2 separate regions of the Mus musculus genome follow, and region 1 is linked to region 2. A link is a contact called in public HiChIP or PLAC-seq data. All regions are on one chromosome and are shown on one strand. The core of a region is the stretch at or near the end of the contact, and the rest is flanking DNA. Distances in the headings are between cores, read along the strand shown. Region 1 overlaps Klhl2 (kelch-like 2, Mayven). Region 2 overlaps Cpe (carboxypeptidase E).

Evidence for each region. HiChIP or PLAC-seq counts read pairs in DNA pulled down with a chosen protein or histone mark.
Region 1: a contact with region 2 is called in a CTCF HiChIP or PLAC-seq map of the NIH/3T3 cell line, with 7 read pairs. The contact joins two enhancer-like sites. A contact is called at or near these places in 1 of 39 promoter capture datasets (the HPC-7 cell line), 1 of 15 datasets of contacts at CTCF or cohesin (the NIH/3T3 cell line), 1 of 484 Hi-C or Micro-C datasets (uterus), 1 of 115 datasets of contacts at active chromatin or transcription factors (forebrain) and 2 of 9 other capture datasets (adipose tissue and pancreatic islet).

Annotation. Positions count from the first base shown.
Region 1 is chr8:64,839,503-64,844,880 of GRCm38.p6, reverse strand. All of the region lies in intron 1 of Klhl2 (kelch-like 2, Mayven), which reads left to right. Among named protein-coding and RNA genes, the nearest start is that of Klhl2, 7.7 kb to the left of the region's middle. Within about 2 kb of position 2,685, at least 95 of the 459 cell types and tissues checked have an H3K27ac peak or open chromatin away from gene starts, as enhancers often do. A contact at or near this core is called in the NIH/3T3 cell line, where this site is marked.
Region 2 is chr8:64,671,521-64,677,158 of GRCm38.p6, reverse strand. All of the region lies in intron 1 of Cpe (carboxypeptidase E), which reads left to right. Among named protein-coding and RNA genes, the nearest start is that of Cpe, 19 kb to the left of the region's middle. Within about 2 kb of position 4,053, at least 25 of the 459 cell types and tissues checked have an H3K27ac peak or open chromatin away from gene starts, as enhancers often do. A contact at or near this core is called in the NIH/3T3 cell line, where this site is marked.

The DNA of each region.
Region 1 (5,378 bases), core at 1,436-3,935, 170 kb before region 2:
CTCTGGAGCTCTGAGACATCTATATCTTAAGTCAACATCTGTGCTTAAAGGCTCTGAAATCTTGGGAGTTTCTTAGCTCCTGTGTAAAACTCTGTATTTCTAAGGAATAGAAACCTATTCCTTAGAATAACCTCTTCATAACCTATTCTCAAACTGGCCTCCCACATAACTTTTCCAAGTAGGAATGGAATGACCATCATCTGGTTCTTGTCCCTGAAAACACTCACATGGTCTGTGACTCCTCCCCCCCCCCCCCAGCCCCACACACACACCTTGTCTGCCTGCAGGAGCTGGAGAGGCTTGCTATCCATAGCGTTCATTACTTCAAACCTGGAAGTTTGCACTCATCTCCCCTAAAATTCTTCTGGTTTTGTTCTTCATCTTGTAGTCCATCTGCCAATTTAACCTTTCAGCATCCTAGAATCACGTGACATGGGTAACCACATACTCAGTCAGGAAGCCATGGCCTGTGGCCATTTGACTCTTAAGTCCTTGGTCATGTGCCAGGCTCTGAGTCTAAACTCTTTGTGCCATCGTAAGTCAAGATACTCCAGTCTTGCCTATTGCTCGCACTGCTTAAAGTGACTTAGAGTTCTCGCAGGGCCCAGTTGAGCCCCATCTCCTTGACAGTTTTATTTATTTATTATCCATTCAATCCTGGACTTCAGCCCTTTCTGCATCATTGTTAGCTTCCTGGGGAATTTCTAGTCTTGCATATGTATACTGGCTTGGACCATTTCTTGGCATTTGGCCTTGCCTTCTCTGTTAGATTTGAGACTAGAGCAGGGTCTTAGGTCAGCCCCTCTTATCTTGCTTTATTACAGGCATGCACTGGGCATTTTGGCAGCAGTTATCTGTTTGATTTATTAATCGCTGTAATTATCTATATATTTCAACTTTAAGTTGAGTGTTGCAATTAAAATTGGAGGCCAAGAGAGTGTATACAGGCAAATGGTCGTATCCCATCAACATTCTTCTTGACGTTTGTATGCACTTGGTATTTAATGCTTAGGCAGATCTGTGGGACAAGTGAATGAGGGGAAATTCCCTCTCATTGATTCAGGGTCACTTGTTTAGTGCTTGGCATAGACAAGACTACAGGTTGGTTCTCTCTGATTCCTGTCTTCAAGTGGTCTTTCCCTATCCCCCAGCCAACCATGAAGATGATAGACAGTTTATCAAATCATCTGAACTGCCAGGCTAAGTTGCGGCTTTGAAGAGATGACCATTGTAGAAAAAGTAGCAAAGGAAAACAAATAAAAAAACTCAAACAAACCCATGAGTGATAAAAGACACAGAAATGCTCGAAATGGCTCATTACCCTCCTTTTCTCCATTTTATCATCTCATGAAAGTGTTTCTCTGATCATGCTTTGTTAATTGTTTATGAGATATTCTTGAAAAGATGGATCTTGCATAAGACACGCTCTTTCCCCATCCCTTTCCTGGTAATAGTCACTGTCAGGGACAAAAAGTGCCTGATTGTACAGTGTTTGTCATGGAGGTGGGAGGGAAAGAGGATGGCGCTGGGTTGAACTGAAGTGGAGCTTTTTACAGCACCATTGTTCCACTATCAGAGAGCAATTATGCTCCAACTTCCATCAGCCTCTTACCCTCAGACAGCCCATCCACCTCCCTGCACAGCCAAGGCCGGGGCTCAAGAGATGTCTCCCCTGCTCTCCAGTAGTCTCTGACTCCTATTCCTTAATACAACTGAGCATGCCTGCCTTTTCTAGATGTTTCCTTTCCATCTCTGAGTAATTAGAGATGTATCTTTTAACAATAAGAGCAACAACAACAAAAACAATACACACACACACACACACACACACACACACACACACATTTCCAGAGGCATGAGTATGAGATCATGAGGTGTTATGCCACACATAGGATAGGAGTTTAATCTCACAAGGTGCCCATACTCAGTTCTAAGAACCTACACAGTAAAGATACAATATATGTGTGTGTATGTATGTATGTATGTATGTATGTGTGTGTGTGTGTATGTATGTATGTATCTCCCTGCCCTTCCTTCCTTCCTTCCTTCCTTCCTTCCTTCCTTCCTTCCTTCCTTCCTTCCTTCTTTTCTTCTTGCTGGGGTGAGACTCTGTCCCAGTCCAAGCTCTGGGGATAATAGGGTAGACATTCTCAATTTTTTAAAAAGCCATATTTGTTTGGCGATTACTGTTAAGTTTATTGATTATAGTTTGTGCAATGGTACAACTAAAGCCCAAGTAATGCTTAAATTCCATACACTTGTAGAAAAATTGCCTTTACAACATTGCAGCAATTTCAACCATAACCTTGCCATGAACTAAGTGTTGACCGAGGAAAACTTACTGCTTTCTCAGCCTCTCAGTGATTTGCTGATTATTGGGAGATACCATGGGGCGGGGATGAGGGGAGCTCTGAGGGAATTTTGTTGGGAAGTTTTATTATAGAGTGGTATGATAAATACTTGTGAAGACAGTCATTAGGTTCTAGTCCGTATTTCCAATATCTGGTCTTGTTTTAAGTGGATCACTGCTAGTAACTCGCCAAGCTTCTGAAAGTACGTTTGGCAGGGGACACAGCGAGAGCACGGGAGAAATATTATAAAGTACTGGGGAAACTTCAGAGCAGTACGGCACGGATGGTGACTTTGAAAACAACAGCTGCTGACGTGAACTTGGCAGAAGTTTGTGAGTAATGGTGGCTGACTCATTGCAAGCTGGGGAGTCTTGCAGCTTTAGAGGTGAGCAGGCAGAGGGTAGAGCAGAGATGGTGGCCACCACCCAGGGGCCAAGCATTTACATCCTAAGTGCCATAGTGTCTTTGGTCCTCTGGGAAAATTTGCAGCCATAGCATACCCATGACTTGTAGTACCAGAGAACACTAAAGTTATAAACAACCCAGATTCTCTAAAGTGCTTGTTCTCCATCTGGGATGATCGGCCTAGGGTGGGAGGGTAAGTGGGTGGTAAGGCGTGTTACATCACCAGTTGTTATTGTTTTTAAAAATCATGCATGGCTGCTTTCACCCCTGTCCCCCAGAGATACTATCGTTCTGGCTGACATATTTCTGAAAAGGTCTTGCCGTGACTCCTTATAGGAGGACAGATGGATCTGCATGGTTCGAGAAACTGATTGGGTTTTTCAGGGGTATATGTGTGTGTGTGCGCGCGCGTGTGTGGAGATCAGTCGTTGACTTGTGGGAGTTGGTTCTGTCCGCCCACTCGGTGGGGTCCTTAGAGTCAAACACAGAACGTCAGACTCAGACGTGGTTGCCTTTACCTGCTGCTGAGCCATCTCAGTGGCCTTCCATCTTAGTTTTTTTGAGATAGGGTCTCTATTGGGAGCCAGGACTTGCTGGTTCCATTCTGGTCGTCTCAGTTGGGCAGCAAAATCCAAAAATTGTTTCCTTGCCTCCCTAGTGCTAAGACTACAGATGCACTTTACTATGTGGGCACTGGGGAATCAAATTGGGCTCTCCCTGTGTCTGCAGCATCAACTTTACCCTCTGATCCATCTCTCCAGGCCAGGATTGGATTCTTCTGTTAACCTTTACGGATGTGAGTGTGGTCTGTGTGTGTGTGTGTGTGGTCTGTGGACTCTGGGCATGAGCATGCAATATTGTGCCAGAAGAGGATGCTGGGTGTCCTGTGCTAGTTAACTTTCTGTTGCCTTGGTAAACACCATGACCAAAAGCAAGTTGGGGTAGGGGGGACTTATTTCATCTTAAGTTACAGTCGCTCATCTTGAAGTCAAGCAGGAGCTTGAAGCAGAAGTCATGGAGGAATGCTGGCTGGCTCTAGCTCTCTCTGATAATACTATTACTCTGCTCAGGCCTACCAGCTTAGGGGTGGTACCATCAACAGCGGATTGGACTGTCCCATAATCAAGAAACAAAACAGCTCCCATGGACGGGCTCACAAGCCAGTCTCAGGAGAGCAGTTCCTCAAATGAGGGGCCTGCTTACAGGTGACTAGTTTATGTCAAGTTGAAATGAACAGTTAACCATACAAACTTGGTCACTCTCTTCCTGCTTGCTTTCAGACAGGGCCTCTCTCTGAGCTTAGAGCTAGGCTGGTCACCAGCAGGTTCCAGTGATGGCTCCCTGTCCTGCTCGCCACAGTGCTGGGTCAGGGGCACGTGAACAGTCCTGCCTGGCTTTTCATGAGGGTTCTGAGATCTAAAGTCAGATCCTCATGTTTACACAAGGTCTTCTAACCTCCAAGCCATCTCTCCAGCCCTTTTCTCGTATTCCTATTCTCCATCCTTTAAAACAAACCCAGAAACTACTATTCTTAATCAAATAGCACGGAAGAGATTATCTGTCCTGTGTGTGTTGTTGGCGTGCTTTTAACCCTTTGCCTGGTTTTGGAAAATCTTGACTATTTTAGAATTCTTCAGGTTAGAGTGTTTTCCTGAGGTGTGAGAATACACAGGGTAGGGTGACATGGTCAACACAGCTACAGAGCTAGCCTGGGAGTCTGTGGAGGTCAGGCATTTGGGTAATAACCTGAGGAGTATCGCCTCTGTAGCCCAGTTAAACTGTATGCTGGAATTTAAACTCTCAGAAATGGCAGCTGATGCTGGGTGGATGGTGGTGGCTCATGCCTTTAATCCCAGCAGAGGCAGGTGAATATGTGAGTTTTAGGCCGGCCTGGTTTATGGATCAAGTTCTAGGACAGCCAGGGCTACACAGAGAACCCTTTCTCAAAAAACCAAACCACCAACCCCCCCCCCCCAAAAAAAAAAAAAAAAAACCAAACGCAACAACAACAAGAAACCAAACAACCCCCTCACCCCCCAAAAAAGAAAGAATGGCAGCTGGCAGCTTTCTCTGATGTGTTTTTGATAACAATATGCACCAGTTGGGTAAGAATGGTTGTGGAGTGTAGAGTTGAGGTGAGAAGGGTGAAGGGTCTTTGAACAAGTGTCTCTATTGATATCCCCAGAAGGCAGTCAGTGTCCAGTGTTCCTGGCGAAGGAAGGCTGCTCTTTGTTCGGAGGCAAGAAGGGACGGGAAGCTAGGCACACAGGGTGTAGTTTCTACGGTAAATTTTTACATCCCCCCCCTCCCGCCCCCCAGTGGGTGCTCTTAGTAGCTACAGTTTTAACATGGTGTGTCATGTCTTGCTCTATTCTGCTAATGACCACACATCTAACACAAAGCCATATAGGAAAGAAGGACTCGTGGGAAGGACTTTAATACTGGGAGAGTCTGAGCAGCAGGGCTGTGTTCCTGAGTGGCTCTCAGTACAAAGACCACTTGAGAACGGAAAGCCAGCGTTACTTCTTGCTTATTCTTTTTAAGTCTTTGAATAAACATAATGGAAGAAGCTGAAAATCGCTTTAAGGAAGTACCACTACCGTGTGCCTTGATTATGTGTGG
Region 2 (5,638 bases), core at 2,804-5,303:
TTAGAAAAATGGACACAAGCTTTTTGAAAGAGGGAGATTTTTTTAGAAGAAGGTGGAGATTTAAATAGGTTTAAAAAGCTAAACTAAAAATCTTGTATGTATGTATGTATGTATTCTTTTGGGGGGTGGGGTTTGAGATAGGGTTTCTTTGTATAGCCCTGGCTGTCCTGGAACTCACTTTGTAGACCAGGCTGGCCTAGAACTCAGAAATCTGCCTGCCTCTGCCTCCCCAAGTGCTGGGATTAAAGGTGTGTGCCACCATGACTGGCGTATGTATTCTTGAAACAAAGTTTCTCACTGTGTAGTTCTGGCTGCCCTGAAACTCACTGTGTAGACTGGGTTAGCCTAGAATTCATAGAGATCCACCTACTTCAGCTTCCTAAGTACTAGGATTAAAGGTGTGCACCAGCACACTGGCTAATAAAATCTTGAAAGTAAAAGAAATGGTTAATTCTAAACCAGTAAAAGAGTATTATACTTGCTCTTAAAGATTATTTTTATTTTACTGTATGGGTGTTTAGCCTGCCAATATGTGTGCACCATGTGTGTGCTGATGCCTGAGGAGGCCAGAAGAGGGCGCTGGATTCTTAGCGACTGGAGTTATGGACAGGTGTGAGCTGCCATATGGATGCTGGGAATCAAACATGGGTCCTTTGGAAAAGAATCATGGAGCCATCTCTCCACTTTATTATACTTCTTACATATTGACCTGTTTGTCCCCAGTTTGGTGACATCACTGTCAGATTTTCATTTTGTCAGTGAAACAGTTTGGGAGCTGTTGTGCTTTGGCATCTGTGTCCTCCATTAAGGAAATAAAACTATTTGGGTTAGAGAGTATATTAACACTTTATTAATATGTGCACAAATTAGGCATATAAAATGATTGCATGATTATATAGATTTTCCTATATTATACAATTAGAAGCATAATAATTAGCTAATAATATAAGATAATAAATGGCAGTTGATCATTATTCCCTCAGTAGCTATTGTATACTTTCTTCTTTTTGTAGTCTTGGCTAGCCACTTGCTATGTAGACCAGGCTGCTCTTGCACTCACAGGCATGTCTCTACCTCTGCCTCCTGAGTGCTGGGATTAAAGGCAGACCTTACCACGTCCAGCTTCCTACGCACTTTGTAGTAATTCTTAACGTAAAAACATGTTAGATAATTTTGATTTTTGCTAAGTCAATTTCCATCAGTTAAATATAGCTCAATTAGCGTTCTGTTTTCACCGTGCAATTAAAAAAAATTTTTGTGTGTTGGACACAGTGGCTTTGGCTTCAGATCTAGATACTTGAGGCACTGAGATGCCAGGATATTGTAAGGCCTGGAATTCAAGGTCAGTCTGGATAACATACCCATACCTGGTCTCAAAAACAATACGGCAAACACATTAAAAAACAAAGCCCCCACTACAGAAACACCAAAAGGGATGTAATGAGGAGCTGAGGGGGAACCCAGACGGCTGTAGCTTTTGCTTTCTAAATCCGCAGCTGCTCCTGAATCCCAGCTGCATCTCATGATCATGCAGTCTGTCAGGTGATTTAGAGAGAGATTCACTATTCGGAAATATTTAGCACTTAACTAATGTTTCCAATTATAGGTTTTTGATTAGGGAAAATTTATTTTGAATCACTCGTAATGTTGAACCCAGTCTTCATTAGTGTTCCTTAGAACTGTGGAACTTAAGAATTACAGCTCCTCCTCCTCCCACCCCTGGACTGGAACGCTCTCCTTTCATAGACGATTGTCTTTGAGCTTCACAGAGAGATTAAACAACCTGTGCTGTGTGATGAAGCCTCCTGTGCCTGGAGCTCATTTCCCGAGATAGCTGGGGAATGGACACAGCTATTTCTTGTGGCTGTGAATTGTTTGTGCGGACTTGTCGGCAGAGTTTACTGGAACATGACTTATCATTGTGCCTGCAGGTCCTTAGAGCAGGGCTTCCTGAGTCCATGCAAGGGAATGCTTACGGGTGTGCCAAAGGTGGAGGAAAGCGGGGAAAAGACTGAAATACATCACTCTAGCACAGCATAAGCAAATGCAGAAGATGTTATTTTCCTTGGCAGTGAAATCCACACTCTGGGAAGAAACAAGCTTTTGTTGGAAGACTTCTCTGAACTTGTGGGAGGGCTGGGCTTCCAGGGCAGAGAAAAAGCTAAAATAAATACAAAGCAGAAGCACAGAGAGAGAGAGAGAGAGAGAGAGAGAGAGAGAGAGAGAGAGAGAGAGAGTGTTAATAGATGTGTAGATGGAATCCTCTGCAATTTGCCTTATTCATGGTACCATGCTTTGTGGAATGGATGACTTTGGAAGATGAGATGAATCTTGCTTCATGAGACACATTGGCAGTAGCTATGGATGTATCTGAGCAGTAGAACGTGTGCTGAGAAGCATAGAGTAGGGCCTGGGTTCAGTGCCAAGCAACTCAACAATATAAAAGGCACTGATCTAACAGAGAGAAAGTTGGGGAATAGCCTTTAACGTATTAGCACAGGAGACAACTTCCTGAGCAGGACACCGGTGACTCAGGCTCTAAGAGCAACAATTAGTAAATGGGACCTCATGGAACTGAAAAGCTTCTGTAAGGCAAAGGACACTGTCAACAGGACAAAATGGCAGCCTCTATAATGGGAGGGAGCTCTTGCCAGACCGACAACCAGATGCTGGAGAGCCCAGAGACCTAGGTAGAACCAAGCACAACTGGACAAAAAAGGAACGAAACAAAACAAAACAAAACAAAACAAAACAAAAAAACAAGACAAAACAAAAACTAACAAAACAAAAACAAACAAGACAAAAATCAAACAAAACAAAAACTAAGGAAATGATTCCCAATGATGTTCTGCATGTTCATAGATTGGTTTCCAGTTCAGTTGTATTCAGAGAGCCTGCCTCTGGCAGCTGATGCAAATCAATGCCAGAGATCCACAGGCAAATACTAGGTGGAGAGAGAGCCAAGGTTGGAGGTCTCCATTGGGTCCCTGCCCTTGGAGCTCAGGGAACCCGTGGAAGAGAGGGAAATATGTGGGAGCAAGAAGGGTCCAGGACACCAGGAGAGCATGGGCAACAGAATCAACTAAGGAGTGCTCATGGGGTTCACAGGTACTGAATCAGCAGTCTCAGAGTCTGCATAGGCCTGTGCTAAGTCCTTTGCATATATGCTATAGCTGTTGGCTTAGTATTTGGGGGAGACTGCTGACAGTGTTACTAGGGGTGTTGCCTCTTTTGCCTGCTCTTGGGACCCTTTTCCTCCTACTGGGTTGCCTGGTCCAGCCTCGATGTGAGGGTATGTGCCTGGTCTTATTGTATCTTCTTGTGCCATGTTCGGTTGACATCCCTCAGAGGCCTGGTCTTTTCTGGTGGGAGTGAATCTAGGGGTGGGGGCAGGTTTAGTAGAACTGGAAAGAATAGAAGAAGGGGAAGTTGCAATCTGGATGTATTATATGAGAGAAGAATAATTAAAAATAAAAATCCCTAATAAAATTTAATTTTGGGCCAAGCAGTGATGATGTATGCCTTTAATCCCAGCACTTGGGAGGAAGAAGCAGGTGGATCTCTGGGAGTTTGAGGCTAGCCTGTGCTACAGAGTGAGTTCCAGGACAGTCAGGGCTACACAGAGGAGCCCTGTCTTAAAAAAAACAAAAACTGAAAAAGCAACAACAAAACCCAACAAAAATCCCCAAAAGAAAACAAAACCAACCAACCATCCAGCCAACTAACAAAAACCTTAATTTTGCCCAATTGGATTATGTAGATTATTAATACTGACAGGATCTAGAAACACCTAGGAGACAAGTCTCTATGCCTGCTTATGAGGCATATAGGTTCAGTTAGCCTTTGTGTCTGTGAGATATAATTTAAATGAGGCTAACTGAGGTAGGATAATCTACCCAGATTGTACCACTTAATGGACTGGAGTTCCAGACTTCATAAGATGGAGAAACTTGCTGAATGAAAGCATTCATCTCTCTCTGCCCCCCGACAGTGGGTGCAATGTAACTGGATGCTTCACATTCCTGCCACCATCGCAACCCCCTTCCCAAGGATGGACTATATCCTCAAACTGTGAGCCAAAAGAAACATTGTCTTCCTTAAGAAGCTTTTGTCAAGTATTTTGTCATAGCAACAAGACAGGTGACTAATACAATAAGGAATGGCAGTTATTCATCAGTAATAACAGTTATAATCAGACACCCACCATACCACAGTACTTGTTAGAATGAATATATACAATTAATTTAGGGGGAAGAATAGAAAGAATTGAAGCTGGGTATTTTCTATTGAGACAATTCTTTTCTTTCCTTCTTTCCTTCTTTCTTTGTGCCCTTCCTTCCTTCCTTCCTTCCTTCCTTCCTTCCTTCCTTCCTTCCTTCCTTCCTTCCTTCTTTCCTTTCCCTCCACCTCCTCTTTCTCCTCCTCCTCCTCTCCTCTTTCTTCTTCTTGAGACAGTTTGTCTATGTAGCCTTGGCTGTCTGGAACTCATTCTGCAGACCAGGCTGGCCTCAGACTCACAAATCCTCCTGCCCCTTCCTCCTGAGTGCTGGGATTAAAGGCACACACCACCACTGCCTGGCTGAGATAATTCTTATAGGTTCCTGATTTGTGTTTTCCAAAGTCCCAGGGGAAAATGAACAGTGGGAGAGACCCTTTGGGAAGGGTGCTGTGGGAATTGCTCCAGATGAGTGCAGAATAAGTCATGTGTTATTAGAGGTTAGATAGCAGAGAATAAATAACCCTAACTACGTGGGGTTTCCATAGAAAAAACAGTCCTATATTGACCTGTTCATATGTTTATAGTAAATGATAATGCAGGAAATTTTTAGGCTAAAGAGAATCACTTGATTATTGATAATATTTTTCAAACCCAAAATTAGCAACAGTCTTAAAGAATATTGTTTCTATGTTTGTGACAGTTTATTTTGCTGAAGTAGCTGCTGATCATTGCTTCAGTGATCTGAAACTTTCAGACAGATAGTTTGTCTTGAAAACCCGACATTCTTGCTGAAGTAGTGTTGCCATGGTGAGAGAACAGCTTAGCAACTGAAGACTGATCTCATTGGTTGAGCCTTGGCTCATAGCATTAGTATATTTCCTCCTGATATTTTTTTAAATTGAGGAGACCATCTGGCATTAGCTATATTTAAACATATAGTTCTGTTGTCAAAGAATCCTAGGTGATATACACCTAGTTTTTAGGCATAGACTTGGCAGACATTCAGTGTTTTAACCAGTCAATAATTCTGTCATTGTTTCCTCTAATTAATCCATAGATCTAAGTTTTGCCATTCAGTATTAAAGGGCTTAACTTTTGTACTTACTTATGTTATAAAATTGAGTTGCCCAAATAGTCTTCATTATATGATCATGTTATCTTGATGTACCTAGAAAAAGATCCACTTGGGACACTATTCTTTTACATTATATGTCCATAAGCCAAATGATTATATATGTCCTTTATTTTCCTTGGGGTATGCCTTTTATTCCAAAAGTGTGTCTCTAGGGATATCCTGCCTTTAAAGTCAGGATCCCATGTTTGGCTGATATCCGCAAGAGGCTTGTTCTTTTCTGGTGTGAGTGGATCTGGGGGAAGGAGGACTTGGAAGAGTAGGTGGAGGGCAAAATACATTGGGAT